Regions from separate parts of the Sus scrofa genome. Here region 1 is linked to region 2. Evidence: chromatin contacts called from public promoter capture Hi-C data. All regions are on one chromosome and are shown on one strand. The core of a region is the stretch at or near the end of the contact, and the rest is flanking DNA. Distances in the headings are between cores, read along the strand shown. Region 1 holds the start of SNX8 (sorting nexin-8). Region 2 holds the start of MAFK (transcription factor MafK).

Region 1 (4,174 bases), core at 1,517-4,016, 600 kb before region 2:
AATTTATTTTTGGCCTCAGCCACATCATATGAAAGTTCCAGTGCCAGCGATTGAATCTGAGCTGCAGCTGTGACCTATGTCACAGTGAGGCAACGCCAGGACCTTAACCCACTGTGTCAGGCCAGGGCTTGAACCTGAGTGGCTACAGAGACAATGCTGGATCCTTAACTCCATGTACCACGTGGGAACTCCTCAAAGGGTTTTAAAAGTCAGAGACTCCATTTTTTTTCTTTTTGTTTCTTTTTATGGCTGCTCCGGAAACATGGAAGTTCCCAGGCTAGGGGTCGAATTGGAGCTGCAGCTGCAGGCCCATTGCACAGCCATGGCAACAACAGATCTGAAATGTATCTGTGAACTCCGCCGCAGCTTTCAGCAATGCTAGATCCTTAAGCCACTGCGTGAGGCCAGGGAGTGAACCTGCACCCTCACAGAGACAACACTGGGTCCTTAACCTGCAGAGTCACAACGGGAACTCCAGAAATTCTGTTCCTATTTCCTTTTTCCTGAATGAAAGGGAAATGGCATAAGGATTGGGCTTCTCTGGTGAGGCTTTAAAGTTACAGGCGGATGTATTTCAGGGCACACTTCCCGAACACCCTAAACTGTTAGATCTGTCTTTGGAGCCCCTAACTCAGAAGGACAGAGGTCCTTCTTTGGAGGCACTCCCAGCCAGTTACATCAGAACCAGTGGATCAGCTCTGCTTCCACAGCACCCCGTTTCCAGCCCCCGCTTCTCCGTGTGGCGTGGGAATCCCGCTGGTTCTGCTCCTCCATTCAGGTCCATCAGGATCTTGGGAAGCTGAGGATGCCTCCCGGTTTTCCCTGTGCTGTCCCTCACTCCCCTCCCACGTCACACAAAATTCCCCACCTGGCAAATGCGCAGGAAATGTTTGTGAGGCTAGAAGGACTTTCTGCTTAGAGCAGTGGTCTTCCACCTGGGCTGTACCTTGGAGTCCTCCAGGGAGCTTTTTGGGTTTTTTTTTGCTTTTTAAGGCTGCATGTGCGGCATGTGGAGGTTCCCAGGCTGGGGGTTGAATCAGAGCTGCAGCTGCTGGCCTGCACCACAGCCACAGCGACGAAGGATCTGAGCCGAGCCCGTGACCTACACCACAGGTCAAGGCAACGCTGGATTCTTAACCCACTGAACGGGGCCAGGAATCAAACCTGCATCCTCACGAATGAATACTAGTCAGGTTCGTTACCGCTGAGTCACGATGGGAACTCCTAGGGAGCTTTTTTAAAAAACAAACAAACAAATGAAAACCAAATTCAAGTCCAGGTCATTCCCTAGACCATTTAAACCAGAACTTCTGAGGGTGGGTTTCAGGCAGAGCTTGTTTGAATGCCCTCCTGGTGACTAGTGCAGCCCAGATCCAGGATCACTGAATGAAGGTGGTGTGACCACATGTCAGGGGGGTAAAGTAAAATGATACATTTAATATGCCGTTTTTCTCCAGTAATGTCTAATTTTATGCTTGTTTAATGCTTCAGTTTTCAAGGCGCAGTGAGTGTTTAGATATTTAACAAAGATCTTATAATCTGGGGGGGGGGTCAGAGATACGTAGCAAAGAATACCTGGAAATTAGGAGGGAGAAGAGGGGGAGGGAGAAGCGGGGAGAGACCAGGCCTTGGAGGGGAGAAATTGCTGAGGACATCATTTGATGCAAAAACAGCTTAAAGGAAGCCGATCTGGCGGAAGGAAAAGCATGGGATGGGGGAGGTGTCAGGCTCAGCCGTGTCCCTCTGTGGCTTCGGAAAGCAGCTATGTGCCCATCTGCGGAAGGGGATGGCACTTCCTCAGTTATGCTGGGAGCCAGCTTGTTGTTGGTACCAACTCCCAAAGATGTCCAGTAGCTATAGCAAGGAGAACGAACCCCCTGGGGAGACTGGGGTCCTTCCTAGGACCCTCCCAGGGGCTCTGGGCTCTTGGTTACTGTTCCCGGCTCCCCCCCTGAGCACTGAGAGGCATCCCAGTATTAGGGGATCCATCCAGGGTCCTTACTTGGTAAACAAGACGCTCCCTGATGGGGCCCTACCCACCGCTCCAGCTTCCTCTTCTGCCCCCACGCTTTCAGCTCCAGGAACACCACAGCGTGTGCCGCCGTGTGATGTCTCAGGGCCTTCGTGGATGCGGGGACCCACTCCCTCCTCCTGCTGAATTCCTCATTCCTCCAGCCTCGGGTCGGGCTCTAGTCATCCTGAGAGCCTTTACCCCGGCAGTGCCGCGGGAACCCTTTGGTGCGGCGCTCCTGCAGCCTTGTTTTGGTTTTGGCAGTCGGGACATTTGCTCCACTCTGGTGGCCCGTCTGTCCTCCAGATGGGGAAGTACCTAATGCAGCTTTGTATCCTCAGCACCCAGCACAGGGGCTGCCTGGCCTCCAGGCGGCAGTCGGGAGACTTGAGTAAGCGAGCGAGTGGGTGGAGGGGTAAATGAGCCAACGACTGAATGACAGGGTGGGTAAGTGAGCAAATGAATGAGCAGGCTCCTGAGTGGGCAGACGAACGAGGACGTGAGTAAGCGGATGAGCGGGGAGCGGGTGAATGAACGAGTGGATGGGTGCCTGAGAGAGGGCAGGTGGGGGCTGATGAGTGGGCGAGGGCGCCGGCAGAGAACGCGCGGGGAGCCGCGGCGGACGCGGGGCTGCGAGCGCGGGCCTGGACCGCGCCACCTGCCCTCCCCTCTGCAGCGTGGCTGGGGCGGGGCGAGACGGGGCGGGGCCAGGGCGGGGATGGGCGTGGCGGCCCGGAGTGGGCGTGGCGAGGCCGGGCAGCGGCCGGGCAGGCGTGGAGGAAGTCACGTGGCGCGCGCTCACATGACTGGCGGCGCGATGGACCCGCTGCCCGCGGCGCCAGTCGCTGCAGCACCTGAGGCGGAGGCGGACGAAGAGGCGGACCCGCCGGTAGCAGGTACGGCGGGCGCCCAGCAGGCCGGGCGCGGCTTGGGCCCGAGACCCCTCGGCCTTCGGTTTTCTTTCTGCCCCCCGACGCCGCGCGCCCCGCCGGGTCCCCCTCCCACTCCCGCGTCCACGCCCAGGAGGGCGCGTGGCTCCGCGGCCCAGCGCGCGCGTTTGCACCTCGCCGCGCGCTTCTGCCCGCGTCTCCCCGGGGCTGCCCCGGTCCCTGGGGGCCCCGAGGCCAGGCCTCCGCGCGCTTCCTGCGTGCCGGCCTGCCCACCGCGTGGGGCGCCGTCCCTGGACCTGTCCGGCCTTGGCAAGTACTCTGGTCGCCCGGGACTTGGGCGTTTTCACCCGTCAGCCCGCTGTATTTCTCCCTAAGTGCTTTTTCTGATGGATCAGCGTGAACACGAAGAAGCATGCGTGAGGCTTGGCTTTTCTAGGATCTTCCTGTGTAAATGGTCCCCCCTCACCTCTCTAACTGGAGAGTAGATGTAGGTGGGTGTTGGTCTGAGTTACTGCTGCTGCTTGGTGGTGGTGGTGGGCACAAGGTCGGCGACTCTGCCTGGAGAGTCTGGAAAGGTGTCCTTGCGGTGGCTGTGCTTCCGATGCGTTCTGGAGGGCTCTGAGAGTTGATTCATTAGGGAGAAGAGGAGGCAGGAGTGGAGTGAAGCCGCTGCGGGTAGGGGCGAGGGGGTGGGCAGTGCATTGCGTTGGCCTAATTGACGGGAAAGACCCTGGGTGAGTCTGCATGTAAACAGCCCCCCCCTCCGCCATTGGTCTGTAGTTGTATTTCCTTTGACTGGAAGCTGCGTAAGGGAAGCATGTGATGGCTGTTGCTCCTGGTTAGAACATTGTGTTCCTGAGGGCACAGGTTGGCCCAGCGTTCACCCACCCATACCAGGGCCCCTGACTGGACTCCTTGGCGGGGTCACACTTGGACCTGCGGGGCAGTGTGTGGGTAGGAATGCTTTTTCCTCTGAGGACTGTAAAACAATTTAGAGTTGCTGGATGTGGTGGCGGCTCAGGTCTCTTTGCAGGAACGGGGCTGGCTGGCACTGAATGATTTCTGCCTGCTGGCCTTCCCTGGGGCTGTGGTGGTGGTATTCGGTGTTCTGCTACCATCAGGGTAGCGCTTCTCAGTTTACTGAGTGCTTTCCTATAGCTGACTGCGTCTCAAAGTGTGGTTCATGGACCTTCGAGATGTACGTAGCCTCTCGTTTTGTTCTGTTCATATCCTTATGGTCATCCTGTGAGGCAGGTGAAATGGTAGACCAAAA
Region 2 (3,823 bases), core at 1,037-3,536:
GCAGGGGTGAGTCACTGTTTACTGCTCCAAAGAGCAGCTACGCAGCGGACGCTTCCCCTGGCCGGGGCGCCACTTCCCGTGCAGACGGGACCCTACATCCAGAACGTCCACTCCAGAAGCCTCAGACTCAGGCGCAGCCAGGACACGGACAGCGATCCTGGGTTGCCTGAGGTTGTAAACAAACTCCCAGCCAAGGCAGAGCCCCAGAGTGAGAGCAGGCACCGCGGGGGACAAAGAACGGCCCGGAAAGCAACCTCACTCAGCGGCAGCTTCAGCCTCAGCGCCGGAGAAAGGGCTGGAATGCAGCGAGCCCCGAGCCGACGTCCCCAGTAGCCTCGATTCAACTCCCATTTTTAGCAACCACCTTGAAAGCGAGCGATGCTGAACTTGGAAGCCGGCCCTTAAAGCCCAGCTCTGCTCCAGCACAAAAGGCCAACGTGCTCCCGGGAGAAGCCTCGCGCTGCGGTTCTGTGCTGACAAAAGTCTTCTTCTGGGAGAATGAGAGGTCCAGCTTTAAGTCAGAAAAGCAGACACCCTCTCCCGGGCTCAGGTGCCAGCACTGCTACTGGACCCCAGGAGGACCATCCTCTGAAAAGGGTCAACAAGCCACAACAGCCACAGGCTGCAGGTGCCCCCCCACCCACCCACACAGCCCACCTTCCGTTTCCAAACCCTCCCGGCTCCGTAGACCAAGGCTTTTTAAAAAAGCCATCCCCCTGAAGACAGGAGGCTTGGAGCCTCGGCTCCAGACACGGCACACATCAAGACACCTGTGTGGCAACTGCTCTGCCGGCAAAACTTCACCAATGCCAGTGGGGGGAGGGAGTGGGCAGCCCCGCAGCCAAGCCTCCAGGCAGGGGCACCCACTGATCACCCAGAGACCCGGAAGCTCCCTGAGGCCAGGCACCTGGCAAGGGCTGGCTGAGTATTGGTCAACTGCTGAATGAACTCTTAAGTGGAAGATCCATTTTTGCCTTGGCTACAAAAGAGCTGTGCGTTAAGGTAAACAGGCAGTAATCATTAACGCGAGACAGAGCAGGGAACTTCCTGCAACCCCCAACACAGCAGGGCTCCCGGACTGTGGGCAGAATGTGGGCAAGCGCGCTTTGGGGAAGACTGCACAACACGTGGCGGCGAGGGAGCCTACTACTACGGAGACCGGAGACGGAGGGCACAGCGATTTGCTTTTCTAAGGCAGACCCGGGGCCGGAGCGAAACATTTCCCCTCCCGCCCGGTCCTGGAGAAGGCGTGGAAGCAGGCGGACCGACACTTCATCTGTTTCCTGAACTCAGCACAGGCAGAGAAAAACCCGCTTTTAGAGTTAGGGGATGGACACCCCCCCCCTTCACAGAAGGGAAAAAAAATGTGACGCGGGGCCATGGGGTTCGGAAGTGACGCGTTCCGGGTCCCCCTCCCCACCCCAAGCTTCCACACCGAGACCTCCCTATGGGAACCCCGGAAAGTGACATGGTGGGCGAGGGGCCTTCTCGCCCTGCCCACCCTCGGGGTGGCGGGGACCGGGGCGCCGGCAGCGCTGGGCCGGGCCAGCGCGCCTCCAGGGCGGGACCGCACGGCCCAGCCGGGCAGCGCCCAGGTGTGCGAGGCCCCATTCGGCCTGGCCGCCACGCGCTCCCCTACACGTGGCCCTCCGCATCGCCCCCGCTTCCCCCGGAGTGCATCTCCCGGGCCTGCGGGCAGAACTGGTGGGGCGGGCCGGGCAGGGGCTCCGGCGCCGCCGGAACGCCCGCGCTCCCCACCCGGCCCTTTCTCGGCCCGCCCCGCCCCTCTCCGCCCCGCGCCCGCCGGCTCCGAACGCGGGCCTGGGGTCGCGGGTCCGGGGCGCGCTCCCCCAGCCCAGAAGGAAGGCCCCCAACCCGCGCGGCGCTCTGGGGCCGGGACACCTGACTGCAGGTGCGCCGGCCGGGCCGGGGCTCCAGGCTTCGGCCCAACTTGGCCGCGGGTCCAAGGTGGCAGTGACTCAGCGGTGGGCGCCCCTCGTCCGGTCCCCTGGCCCCTGGCCCCCGGCCCCCGGCCCCCGGCCCCCGGCCCAGCCCCGCCCGGCCCGGCCGCTGCTCACCTGGCGTCGCGCGGGGGGCGCGGGCGCGCGGCGGCTCCTCGCGGGCACGCGCTCTCCTCGCGCTCGCGCTCACTCTCGCGCTCCCCTTCGGCGGCCGCCGCCTCCGCCGCGCGCTTGGGATCGGACTTCGCTAAGAACAACAAGTTCCCCCGGCCGCCCGCCGCCAGCCCGCCCGCCCGGCTCCCCAGCATCTGACACCGCTTCCGGGATCGGCGTCGGCGCGCGTCACGCCGCCCCTCCCACCGACGGGCCCGCCCAGCCGACGCACGCGCCAGCGCCCCGCCCACCCGAGGCTCCGCCCGCCCGCCGCTCCTCGCGCCAGCGCCCCGCCCCCCGGAGCCCAGTCCGCGACCCACCTGTGCCCGGCAGGCAGGATGGCCCCGTGACCGCAGGTGTCGAGCGCGCCGCTTGGTGGCGGCCCCGACGTGCGCTGCGCCCCGAGGGGCGGCGTTCGTCGCCTTAAGTACAACTGGGCCAGGGGCACCCTCATTTCCGCGAGTTCGCCCTCTCTGGACTGGGGAAGGGCAGGCTCTGGCTGAACCCCGTATTCGTTACCTCTGGCGGTTCCCGCGCATCCTTCAGCCTCACCAGGGCCCTCGGAGACCCTCGCCGTCCCCAGGGGTGGTCACAGCAGGTAGAGCCCACGACCGAGGTCCAGGTGGTTTTATCACCCAAGAGGAGACGGGTTCATGGACACACACCTCCCTGTCTGCCAGGTGAGCCAGCCCCACAAACGAGGAGAGGGTGTCTGGTGTCCCCCCCAACAGACATGCCCATCTGTCTTTTGATTTCCCGTCTTTCCACCAAAAAATGGGTTAAAAGAACAATTTCTATCAGAAAGACAGTGGCAGGGGCCTCAGTGTCCAGGGGCTCCAAGACCCCCTCCCCCCAGCCTGGGAACAGTGCCCCCCTGAGGCCCGCTGACAGCTGCTGCGGGGAAACAGGCGGGCACAGGCAGAACCCGGGTGTTGTCCTGGCCTCAGGTCAAGGCTGCCCCTGGGGAGAAGCACGCTCTCCTGTCACAGATGGAGGACAAAGCCGAGGAGGTGACCTGTCCAGTTACCAGGCCCAGCCCCCCCTCACCCCCACGACTAGGACACTTTCTGGATCCCTTCTCAGAAATAATGAGCTACCTCAGTGAAGCCACATGTCTGAGTTCTGAATAAAGATCGAGGGAAACTCGCCAAGGCTCTGCGAGAGCCGGCCGGCCTCCCACAGCCCGGCTGTGTCTGTGGAGGGGTCCTGGGCACCTGGGGTGTACCCTGGGAGACGAAGCGGAGAACGTGCCAGAGGCTTGCGGGTCATCCGCTTGCAGCAGGCACCACCACGGGGCCCCCTCGAGCCGCTTCGTGCTCCGGCCAGTGTGGGCTTCCCCCCCGGCCCCCCTGCCCTGCCCTGCCCTGCTGGTCGCCCGTGCCTGGTGGGGCATCCAGGTTGGAGCCTCCACGGGAACAGCTGCCAATAAACACAGCAGCAGGGGCAGCCCATCTCTCCAGGATGTTTTCAGAGAACTTGCTGGAATTCGAAAGGTGTTTCCCCTTTCTCTCGGCCCACACCCTCCGTCCTCGGATGCAGAGCTCGGGCCGCCCGCCGCTTTGTGGCCCTCTGGCCAGGCCACCGCTGTAGTCAGGAAAACTGACTTTCAGCGGGGTCCTCACTTCCCTACCTGGCTGCCGCCTCTTCGTATGAACGTCGGTTACGCAGAGCATCCTCTAAATATTCTCGCTGATGCCGCGAAAGCGGGA

The links. Promoter capture Hi-C pulls out the DNA fragments that hold promoters and counts their contacts.
Region 1: a contact with region 2 is called in a promoter capture Hi-C map of liver, with 6 times the contacts expected there. The contact joins the promoter of SNX8 here to the promoter of MAFK in region 2. A contact is called at or near these places in 1 of 5 promoter capture datasets (liver) and 1 of 2 datasets of contacts at active chromatin or transcription factors (skeletal muscle).

The regions. Positions count from the first base shown.
Region 1 is chr3:1,617,583-1,621,756 of Sscrofa11.1, reverse strand. It overlaps SNX8 (sorting nexin-8), which reads left to right and starts at 2,766. Exons shown (of 11, transcript XM_021085985.1): 1 at 2,766-2,907. The coding sequence starts at 2,814.
Region 2 is chr3:1,021,829-1,025,651 of Sscrofa11.1, reverse strand. It overlaps MAFK (transcription factor MafK), which reads right to left and starts at 2,286. Exons shown (of 3, transcript XM_003124249.6): 1 at 2,079-2,286.